2 separate regions of the Sus scrofa genome follow, and region 2 is linked to region 1. The links are chromatin contacts, called in public HiChIP or PLAC-seq maps. All regions are on one chromosome and are shown on one strand. The core of a region is the stretch at or near the end of the contact, and the rest is flanking DNA. Distances in the headings are between cores, read along the strand shown.

What was found. HiChIP or PLAC-seq counts read pairs in DNA pulled down with a chosen protein or histone mark.
Region 2: an H3K27ac HiChIP or PLAC-seq map of alveolar macrophages shows a contact between it and region 1. The contact joins two enhancer-like sites. A contact is called at or near these places in 1 of 47 Hi-C or Micro-C datasets (skeletal muscle) and 1 of 2 datasets of contacts at active chromatin or transcription factors (alveolar macrophages).

What each region holds. Positions count from the first base shown.
Region 1 is chr17:49,302,693-49,308,475 of Sscrofa11.1, reverse strand. The region is part of intron 13 of ZMYND8 (protein kinase C-binding protein 1); the gene reads left to right. Among named protein-coding and RNA genes, the nearest start is that of ZMYND8, 85 kb to the left of the region's middle. Within about 2 kb of position 2,360, at least 21 of the 83 cell types and tissues checked have an H3K27ac peak or open chromatin away from gene starts, as enhancers often do. A contact at or near this core is called in alveolar macrophages, where this site is marked.
Region 2 is chr17:49,654,563-49,660,345 of Sscrofa11.1, reverse strand. NCOA3 (nuclear receptor coactivator 3) reads right to left here. Exons shown (of 25, transcript NM_001114276.1): 20 at 4,407-4,511; 21 at 2,940-3,171; 22 at 1,913-2,087; 23 at 1,505-1,589; 24 at 1,449-1,502; 25 at 1-591. The coding sequence ends at 580. Among named protein-coding and RNA genes, the nearest start is that of NCOA3, 130 kb to the right of the region's middle. Within about 2 kb of position 3,100, at least 2 of the 83 cell types and tissues checked have an H3K27ac peak or open chromatin away from gene starts, as enhancers often do. A contact at or near this core is called in alveolar macrophages, where this site is marked.

The DNA of each region.
Region 1 (5,783 bases), core at 1,111-3,610:
TTTGTAGGCAGCCATATAAAATTACACATTGAAATAAGTTATTAGATAAAATTTTTATGAGATTTAAGAAACCCTCCTTTTGCTTGGGGGATTGAGGAGCTCAGAGCCATGTGTCTATAATCCTTAGGGCTGGATTTAGCTTTCTGAGAAACACTTTGCCCAGGCAGGAGCCTTTCTCTCCTAGTGTCCTGGACTCTTGTCGTCTTAAGGGTCAGAGTGGTTTATATTCTCAGTGATTTGTCTGCTTCCCTCTTTTTCTGGACCTCCTGGCCAGAATTGATGCCTTTGCCAATATTTGCTTGCGGGGTCCCGATTTAAGTCATTAATATGTATTAGGGTAAGAGTCCTGGGGCCTGACTTCCACCACTCTCTGAGCTAATAGTGGTCCTTTGGTCTTAGAGCTCCATGTGGGTTGCTTTCGTGAGAAGGGAAAACATTTTCATGTACTCTTTTTTTCCTCCTGTGAAATCAGTACATATTTGTTGTAAAACAGTTGTTATAAAAACTGAAGTCCCATATTTTCCCACCTCCCACAGTCCACCCTTAGATGTTGTTTCCTGGACTTTTTCTGGGTTGGCTTATACATCATGCTGCCAAGTTAAAAGGGGATCAGGCGGTTCCAGAACTGAGCGAGGTTTGGAAGGGATAGGATTGGGGTGAACTAAAGCAGAAATCCACTCCTCCTCGTGACCTTTTACCTATACACTAGGGGCCGTTTCTTCCTGCTGGTTCCAGCCGAGTGGAAGTGTGGGCTCAGGGTTGCCAGATTTCTTGTTGTTTTACACATTGGCTCAAATTAAAAAAAAATAACTATTGACTGCATCCCCTGCATCTGTCAACCACTTGGTTCATTGGTCACCTGTTTGGCGTAGACGGTTAAGGGTTTTCTTTTTACTTTTTAAAAAATTTTTTGGCTGCACCTGCTGTGATGGAAATTCTCAGGCTAGAAATTGAACCTGAGGCATAGCAGTGACTCTAAATGATGCAGTGACAATGCCAGCACAAGAGAACTCCAGGGTTTTCTTTTTTAACTTAACCTTATGTTCTGAATACATTTTTTGTTTTCCTTTTTGTCTCTGTCTTTTGCTTTTTTTGGGGGGGGGACACCTGTGGCATATGGAGGTTCCCAGGCTAGGGTCAAATCAGAGCTGTAAGCTGCCGGCCGAGGCCACAGCCATAGCAACTCAGGATCTGATCCTCGTCTGTGACCTACACCACAGCTCATGGCAATGAAGGATCCTTAATCCACTGAGCGAGGCTGGGGATGGAACCTGCGTCCTTAGGGACACTAGTCAGATTCATTTCTGCTGTGCCTTGACGGGAACTCCCTGAATACGTTTCTATGTTTGTACGTAACCATTGGGAGCAGCATTTCTGTCCTGTCCTGTCCCATCCAGCAACCCTGCACTCTTCTGTTTTATTTCTTTATGGCCACACCCAGGGCATGTGGAAGTTCCCGGCCAAGGACTGAATCCAAGCCATAGCTGTGACCTAAACCACAGATGCAGCACTGCCACACCCCCAACCCACTGCGCTGTGCTGGGGATTGAATCAGTGCTGCCACTGAGATAAGGCCGGATGTGCTATAGCAGGAACTGGTTTTTTTTTTTTTTTTTTTTTGTTTTGCTTTTGCTTTTTAGGGCCACACCTGCAGAATATGGAGGTTCCCAGGCTAGGGGTCAAATTGGAGCTACAACTGCCGGCCTACACCACAGCCACATCTGTGACCTTCCCACAGCTCACGGCAATACCAGATCCTTAACCCACTGAGCAAGGCCAAGGATTGAAGCTACACCCTCAGAGTTCCTAGTTGAATTCGTTTCTTTCTTTCTTTTTTTTTTGTCTTTTGCCATTTCTTGGGCCGCTCCTGCGGCATATGGAAGTTGCCAGGCTAGGGGTTGAATCAGAGCTGTAGCTGCCAGTCTACACCACAGCCACAGCAACACGGGATCTGAGCCGCGTCTGCAACCTACACCACAGCTCACGGCAACGCCGGATCCTTAACCCACTGAGCAAGGCCAGGGATTGAACCCGCAACCTCATGGTTCCTAGTCGATTCGTTAACCACTGAGCCACAATGGAACTCCTCAAATTCATTTCTGTTGTGCCATGATGGGAACTAGAGGAACTCTTTTTTTCTTTTAAGTTTTTATTTTATTTAACTTTTTTAATGAATCCCGTGCTATTCTGTGTAGCTCATCTGTGCATGCCACCAAGACTTGTGCAAGATGCTGCCAGCCCTTTGAACATATAAGTTGCTTCCACGGTTGTGTAAGTAGAGGAACTAGCATGAATCATTAACTCCACCACCGCTCCCCCGCTCAGAGTGCTGGGGTGTGTGGGAGGGAGGGGGCATTTTTTTCCAATTTGATTCTATGACTCATGTTTCATGTAGTCAGAAGGGCACTTAGCACAGGCTGGGATTCTGTACGTGTAGATAATAGATGACGTGTTTGAGCCCACACTCGTGAATTGTACATCAAAGTCTAAAATCTGATTAAATTATTTGTGACTTCAAAGGCAATTAGTTCTTCCTTTGGGCAAGATTTATGGCTTTATAATAGGATTGGCATCCCTTTCAAAGCGTAATTGGAACGAGCATTTCCCAATGTCTTTTTGCTTTTGAAAGTGTCTAGAGTGATTTAAAACAGGGTTTCCCAACCTCAGCACTAGTGATGTTTTGGGCCGGATGATGATTCTCTGTTGGGGAGATTGTCCTGTGCCCAGTAGGGTGTTCAGCAGCATCGGTGGCCTCCATTCACTCAGTGCAGGGAGCCACCCCCCTGCCCACAATTATCACAGCTGAAAACATCTCTGGTTATTGCCACGTGTCCTGGGTGGGGGACATGGTCACCCCTCTAGTCCTTATTGAGAACCACTGCTTTAATATACATGCTTTTGAATTTCAGCCGTGATAAAACTCATTGCTTAACTTTCTGCCTGGAGCTCCTCAATATGTACCTTTAATTTAGCATCACTTTCCCCTGAAAATAAAAAATTCCTTTCAAATTTTAATATAGAATAAATAAGCCATAATTCCAACTCAAAGAGATGATAACTGCTAAGAATTGAGTGTTCCTGGAGTTCCTGTTGTGGCTCAGTGGAAATGAAAGACTAGTATCCATGAGGACGCAGTTCGATCACTGGCCTCTATCAGTGGGTTAAGGATGTGGCGTTGGCCTTGAGCTGTAGTGTAGGTCACAGATGCGGCTCCGATCCCACGTTGCTGTGGCTGTGGTGTAGGGCTGTGGTGTAGGCCTGTGGCTGCAGCTCTGATTCGATCCTAGCCTGGGAATCTCCATGTGCCGTGAGTGTAGTCCCTCGCCCCCCCCAAACGAATTCTGTGTTCTTTTAGATTTTTTTTTTTAATTTTTAATTAATTTTTTTTTTTGGCCATGCCCACGGCATGTGGAAGTTCCTGAGCCAGGACTCAGATCCATGCCACAGCAGTGACCAGAACCACACACAGCAGTGACAACACCAGATCCTTAACCCACTAGGCCCCCAGGGAACGCCTGTTTAGATGTTTTCATGTATATAATCACAATGATGGTGCCAGTAATAAGAGTTTGTTTTTTGGTGGTGGTGGAATGGGATTATATGGAACTTTTTGCTGCACCACAGCCATGCCAGATCTGAGCTGCATCTGCAACCTGCACCACAGCTCATGGCAACACTGGATCCTTAACCCACTGAGCCAGGCCAGGGATCGAACTCTCAACCTCATGGATACTAGTGGGATTCATTACCACTGAGCCACAACCCGAGCTCCCTATACACTTTAATTTTGGGTAATATCATTATCACCTATTGCTCTCCTAAATAGTTTTCCGAGTGCCCATGAGTGTTCCTCTTTCCCTCTGAACCCTTGCTAGGTGTTATTATTGTTATTTTTTTTGTCTTTTTGCCATTTTTTTGGACCGCTCCCATGGCATATGGAGGTTCCCGGGCTGGGGGTTGAATTGGAGCTGTAGCTGCTGACCTACACCAGCGCCACAGCAACGCAGGATCCGAGCTGCATGTGCAACCTACACCACAGCTCACGGCAACGTCGGATCCTTAACCCACCGAGCAAGGCCAGGGATCGAACCCGCAACCTCATGGTTCCTAGTTGGATTCGTTAACCACTGTACCACGACCGGAACTCCTAGGTGTTATTTTGAAGCAGGTGTACCACGCAGGTGGAGAGGATGGAGCGCGGACAGCTGTCTGTGTCCATCTTCCTGACCTGCATTACTACTTATTTACGACGAGCCCAGGGTTCTCGTCAGGCATGCGTCTGACCCGCGGGTACTTTTCTGGGCAGCGCTGCTTCTCCTCTCTTCTGTGGATGCTCCGTCACCCCAGCCGCCTTGGTTTCCGTAGCTGCTGCATATCGAGCAGATGGTTTCAAGTGGCTTCTTTGGATGAAGAGGTTTTTCTTTGGTTGTCCTTAGTGTCGTCTTCATTGCTTTTCGCGACCACAGTAGCCAAAAGCGAAGTGGAGACCTCACTCCTCAGTCACCTCCGTGCCCGCTCGTGCTGTCAGCGTCTTGGGTGCCTGAGCACCGCACAGGCCGGCGGGGAGCCTGCTGTCCTGGAGCCCCCGTTCTCATGGCCAAAAAGAGGCAGTAAACGCAAGGGCCCCGGGGCCACCTTACATGGGGCCAGCAGGGGAGGGCTCCCGGGAGGTGGTGTTTGAGCTGCCCCGGAACAGCGAGGACTGCCAGCCGTGTGATCTGGGTGGGAGTGTGTCGGGGGGTCCTTGGAGATCCCAAGTGTAAAGCTTGAGGTGGGCCCAGGTTCGATCTTGGAGGGGCCAAGCCCAAGGGGCTCCTAGGCTGGCGATTCAGAACGAGGCCAGGAAGGTTGGAAGTGCCTTTGGGCTTTGTTCTGGGGGAGCGGGCACCCTGCATGGTCTTGGATGGAGGAGCGACGTGTTCCTTCCCTGTTGAAGGTGCCCTGCGGCTGCCGGGTGGCGGCGCCCCGGGAGAGGGTGGTATGGCGCCCCGTGGGAGCCCTCACAGGGTCTCCGTGAAAAGTGATGGCGAAGGGCAGTGGTTCCCAACCTTTTTCTCATTATCACCCCTGAGGAGCCCTTTTAGGCAGTTTCTTCCTGATTGTCCTGTGCATCTTTTTAGGGCCGCACCTGCGGCCTATGGAGGTTCCCAGGCTGGGGGTCCCATTGGAGCTGCAACTGCCAACCGACCCCACAGCCACCACAACGCCAGATCCTTAACCCACTGAACAAGGCCAGGATTATACCCGTGTCCTCATGGATACTAGTCCGTTTTTTTAAATGGAGGTGAGCGCCCCGTAACAGAAGATTAGTCATTTCAAAGTGAACAATGTTGTGCAGCCACCACTGTGATCTAGTTCCAAAATGTTTCCATCACCCCATAATAAAATTTGGTACCCATCAAGCCGCCACTCCCCATCCCTGCCACCCCCGCATCCCTTTATTCTACCCCTCTGCCCCTGGCAGCCATCAGTCTGCATTCTGTTTGTACGGATGTGCTCATCTGGACATTTAATTTCAGTGAAATTCTACAAAACATGACCTTTTTTCCTGGCTCCTTTCACTGAGTGTGACATTTTCAAAGTCACCCGCATGGCAGCAGGCCTCAGAATGGCGTTCCTTTGTGCCATGGTTTGTCTGTTTGGTGACGGACGTTTGGGCTCTTATGAATAGTGCTGTGGTGAGGATTTGTTTGAGTACAGGTTTTAAGTTCTTTGGGGTCGTACCTAAGAGTGGACCCTCATACAATTTCAAGTCTTGCATGTCGTGTTACGCACCGCGTATG
Region 2 (5,783 bases), core at 1,851-4,350, 350 kb before region 1:
GAAGTATTATAGGACATCAGGGGCAGATGAAAATTCTCTTCAGGAAAAAGGAGGACCAAGACTAGGGTCAGAGCAACTCAACCCTTTGATTAAAGGAGAACTCAGAAACGAAACGCCAACTCCACGGGACAGAACTACCACCTGGTCTTGACAAAAAAGTTTGGGGGCACGCTCTTCGCCCAATACTTGCAACTAAAGAAACCGACTTCTACGAAATCATCTACATTTTTCCCAAAGACTCTGGATAGCCAAGCAGGAAAAAGTGATACAGGAGAGTTTTGTGATCAGTAACTCTCCGTACCTCCAGAATCACATCCTGAAATGACAGAATGCCAAAAATATTTGTTTGAAACACCATGATACATAGAAGGAGGGGGAAATAGAAAAACAGACAGATACTACAATTCGGCCTAAAATCCAGTCCTGCTCAAATGACATTACTTAGAATACTCTTGGCAGAGATGAAAGCTGGTCCTTTCTTCAAAGCTGGGTGCCTAGAGCAAGGATTCTTTACTCCCGATAATCCTAGTGCAGTGTCATTTGTACAGTGATTTTCTTGGAGGTCCTGGTGTAGAGATGTCAGCAATATTTCTGTGGCAACCAGAAGAAACATGAGTAAAATACATGCTTTGCTCAACAGAAAAGAATTCATTATCTCTGTGCTGATGGCTTGCAATAGGGCTCTCTGGCTGACTGATTCAGTCCTTAGATTCCAGATTTTCAAAGGTATCAAATGGCCTAATGCCTTCAAATCAAAAGGTTTTTCTTTTGCTTTTTGTTTTTTAGGGCCGCACCCATGGCATATGGAGGTTCCCAGGCTAGGTGTCAAATCAGAACTGTAGCTGCTGGCCTACACCAAAGCAAAGCAGGATCTGAGCCACGTCTGTGATCTACACCACAGTTCATGCAATGCCAGATCCTTAACCCACTGAGCAAGGCCAGGGATTGAACCTGCGTCCTCATGGACACTGGTCAGATTCATTAACCTCTGAGCCATGACAGGAACTCCCAAACGATTTTTTAATGATTATATTTCTTTTTTTTTTTCTTTTTTTTTTTTCCTTTTTGCCTTTTCTAGGGCTGCTCCCGCAGCATATGGAGGTTCCCAGGCTAGGGGTCGAATCGGAGATGTAGCCACCGGCCTACACCAGAGCCATACAACGAGGGATCCAAGCCACATCTGCAACCTACACCACAGCTCATGGCAACACCAGATCCTTAACCCACTGAGCAAGGGCAGGGATCTAACCCGCAACCTCATGGTTCCTAGTTGGATTCGTCAACCACTGAGCCATGACGAGAACTCCGATTATATATTTTTCAAGTTATATATCCAAATTAAAAATCCATCGAGGACTTTAAGATCACAGGGGAGGCTTCGGTTTTCTCAGAAAACAGGAAAAGGTTTTAGGAAGGGAAAGAACAGACACCCCCGCCCCTCCTCATACCTGATCAGGACCCATGGGCATGCCGGTCATGGGCACGGAGTTCATGTTCATCTGCCCATGGGACCACTGCTGCCATTCATGTGCACCATACTGTACGCTGCAGGGTTCCCCTGGGGGGCAAACTGCTGCTGTGGAAAGGAGCTGTAAAGAAAGAGGGAGATTAGCTCCTGGGCCACTGTCATAACACAGAACACACATGCAGAGATGGCCACAACCTTGTCAGTGCTGCTGTACTGGAGCAGAGACCACCACAGGTGAGCAGACTGACAGCCTGCCTTCCATCAGTCACAGCCATGAGGACCGGTGTCCCTGCGGATGTGTGCAGCAGTCGGAAGCCTTCTCAAAACGGGGGAGCCAGATAACACCTGCTCTCTCCACCCTAACAGGCTTAGCTGAAAAATGCAAGAACTCCCTGAACTTTCGGCACGAGTATGTGAATGACTTTTAGGGTCCCTGCTCTTCACCTGTTCCTGGCCAGGGTTCCTGACGGCCAGCCCTTCATGTCCGAGGACTGGTACATGGGTGCGGTCTGAGGGTGCTGCATCATGGGGTTCTGGGAGGGACCCATTCTTGATGACATCATCGCATTGGAAGGGCTAGACACTCGACCAAAGGCTGGATCTGGTTGTTGTCCCATCCCTTGAAAAAAGAAAGAAGAAAAAGAAGTCATAATGCTCGAATGCTACCTCCTTGGAATATCGGCTTTCTAAGGTAACTTTAGGGTTTTTTTTTTAAAGATGGAAGGTGGTGCTAAAAAGGTGCTAAAATGATGCTGCCTGGCTGTAATTCTAGCTTCTCACCAAGGTGACAACTAGAGCAACAGACTCACTATGGAGAAGCACACTGTCTGGATGCCGCCTCCAAGGGCAGTTACTTCGGTGAGTTTTCTGAATAAAAGGTACACCAGATCACGCTACTCTTCACTCTACCGGAGTCTACTAGACTGGACACACTGGGCGGCAGGAGGGGGATGGACAGACCTGCTGAATCTGTCTTCCAAATTAAGATGTGGGGAACTGAAAAAATAAGACCTGGGGGGAAAAAAACCTCAACTACGACAGATCATCTGCCTTGATTACAATCACCTGTGCTCTCCAGTACACATTTTTGTTTGATGTTTTTAATTAATTTTGCTTCTCTTGTGCAGTAACAAGAGAGAGTAAACAGTATTTTATTTCTTTTGAGGGCTGCACTCATGGCATATGGAGGTTCCCAGGCTAGAGGTCGAATCCTAGAGCTACAGCTGCCGGCCTACGCCACAGCAAAAGGGTATCCGAGCTGCATCTGTGACCTACACCACAGCTCACGGCAACACCAGATCCCCAACCCACCGAGCGAGGCCAGGGATCGAACCCGAATCCTCACCAATACTAGTCGGATTCGTTTCTGCTGTGCCACAATGAGAACTCCTACAGTATTTGTTTTTAATATACAACAGATTTGGTGAATCTAATCTTACTTTGGGGAAGCCATTGTCACTGTCAAGTTTACCGTAATTTGGAGGATACGGAAACTGCTGGGGCGGAGCTTGGGGCATTGAAGGCCCGGCCAAGACCCCGTCCATGCTGGGGGAGGCAGTCACGTTAGGGGGTGGACTGAAGGCCTGCGTCTGCTGCTGCTGCTGCTGCTGCTGTTGCATCATCATCGCCACCCTCTGCTGCCGGAAGTGATGACTCAGCAACTCTCTGCTGCGCTGGGCAACCATCTGGGCGTTAAGGAAACCCTGCTGATACCCAGAAAGAACATGATTACACATGTAAATCACAAACCGGCCAATCTCATACATACAGGACCCCACAACACATGAGCTATCAGACAGAAAATAACACCCAAGGCCCTTCTTTAGAGTTACAAAAGAGGAAATACACAATTCTCATTGTGGTGAAGGCTTTCTGGCTGGGTGTGGTGTGCATGTTGGGGGAGCAGAACAGGGACCTGGACATTTCTGGGGTCTAGAAGATGAAAGGAGATGAGAAGTCAGGCTTTAACCTTGATAGAAAACATTCCTCAAAGTGAGAGAACATTTAGGAGTAGAATCTGAGGACTGACTTCAGAAATTATGAAATAAAACTACAAGAAGAAAAAAGGCAGGAATGAGAGTATGTTTAGGGAAGAAACAACAAGGGATTACAGTCAGATAAGCAGGAATCCACCCAAAAAGGGCTGGTAGTCTCTAAACCTGAGAGCAGAGGTGATGGTAAGGAGGTGACATGATCAACGTTAGGCTCTGCCAGCCGCAAAAGATCACCTCCAAAAAGCCAACATTTATCATCTTTTTGGAAAGCATCTTAGCTCAAGTTTATACAGAATGTCTGATTATCAAGAAAACATAAGGTATCAGACTTCCAAGGAGGCCTAGGACAGTGAAAACCCAGCATTTCACAGTTGTTGCTGATGCTGTTGTCTAACAATATTTCAAACCACAGCCAGGAGTTTCCAGGAAGTCATCTGCCCTGTGCGGATGAAGGAAACACCTAACTCGGTCTCCACCTTGGGCCAGAGGGACAGAAATTTAAGAGCATCCCTCTCACTATGGAAAACCAGTCATCTCGGGGTTTGTCACTGAGAGCAGGATTATGAATTATTTCTTTTCTTCTTAACACTTCTTATAATTTTAAAGTCTAACCAATAAGCAGCATGTGATTTCACAATCCAGGGACAGAGAAAAGTTTACAGATTTATTATTTTAAATTCCTAAAAAGTAAGTGGTAGCTGTTTCCACAACAATTGATCACTAAGGAAATTAATTTTAAAACCACAAACCAGTTTTTAATAAAAGAACCTCTCTTCCTCTGATTCTTTCTAGCCACCAGCAGGAGAGAAGAAGGAAAAGGAAAAATGATGGGACCACAGGATGGTTTCTTACAGAGGAAACTTGGAATCATGTACTCTATTTGTCCATCGTGGGCAAGCCCTGCGCAGGGCATCCAGCCATGAACACGGACAGACTTTTCTCACCTGGGAGCTGACCTGCGGCTGCATCATGGGCCTCATCACCGCAGCCCCACCAGCACTGGGGCTTTCCATTTTCATCTCAAGTGCTTGGCGGTTCTGATTCAAAAACTGGGGAGAGACAAGCTGGTTAGAATGCAAGTGGAATGAGCCCCAAATAGCCTGTGCACGTCCTCGGCAGCAGCCAGCGAGGTCACGGTATCTCGCTAAACCCATTAACCTGGTTAAGTCCCATCTAAGCTGAAGCAGTGCCCTTTCACATTTCAAAGACGTTTGTGCGGAGAAGCCCCTGGCTAGTATGTGAAGCTTTAATGTTCCGCATTAGGAGGAAGAGGGAAAGTGCAATTTCGTAGCCGAAAGAGTATCTTCAACAGAAGCTCAAAGCATTCATAAAGTCAGATTTTCTCTGGGATTATTTAGGCCACTGGGGAAATAACTTTAATTTGGTCAAAGTAACACTGGAAAAACTACTTTTTGTTACCTCTTCCTAGGTAATCGGCAGTGGGAAGAAATGGCAAAAAGCAAAATGATACCATGAACGCATGAACACATCTTTCCTGAGTACCTAAACTGCTTTTAGGAATATCATACACTAGAAGAGTCTCTAGCTCTCTGGATGCTAAATTCACTCATCTGCTTATATGGTCTAGCTCTCTCAAGTTCAAGAATGTAGCGCACTCACAATACAAACAATATAAATAAATACATTTTTAAAATTTGTTATGGGCCAACAGAACAATGGGAAAAATTATTAAGAGAGCTCAAGTTTTATCACACATGTAGGCAGCAGAGGTTCCTTAAAGAAAGCGTGCTCAAATCAGTAAGGTTTAAATAGCTGGCTAATATTAAGGACTTTTTAAAAAAACAGACATTATCTACCTCTAAGACCATGAAGCCATCAAGAAACACTCTTCTCCCCCAAGAGCAATCCTCTCTGACATGTTTTCCCCAGGCCAGGGATCAAATCTGCACCACAGCAAGGACCCAAGCCACAGCAGCAATAATGCTGGATCCTTAAACCGATGCACCACAGAGAACATCCTTCTCTGGCATTTTAAAATTAAAATAGTCTTAGAGAGGAGTTCCCACGGTGGTGTAACAGGATCAGCAGTGTCTCTGGAGCACTGGGTTGCAGGTTCGACCCCCAGCCTGGCACAGCAGTTTAAGGTATCGACAACTGCAGCTCAGATCTGATCCCTGGCCCAGGAGCTCCATATGCTGTATGGTAGCTTCCCCCCAAAAAAAAACATTCTTAGAGAAAGGTATCCAATTCTAATACAACCACTCCCAAGCAAGGAACCATCCATAGCAGAAAAAAAAAAAGGGAAAAAGGTTACACAGAATTAAAAACAAAAATAATTTCTTTAGTTGAGGAGCGAGTGG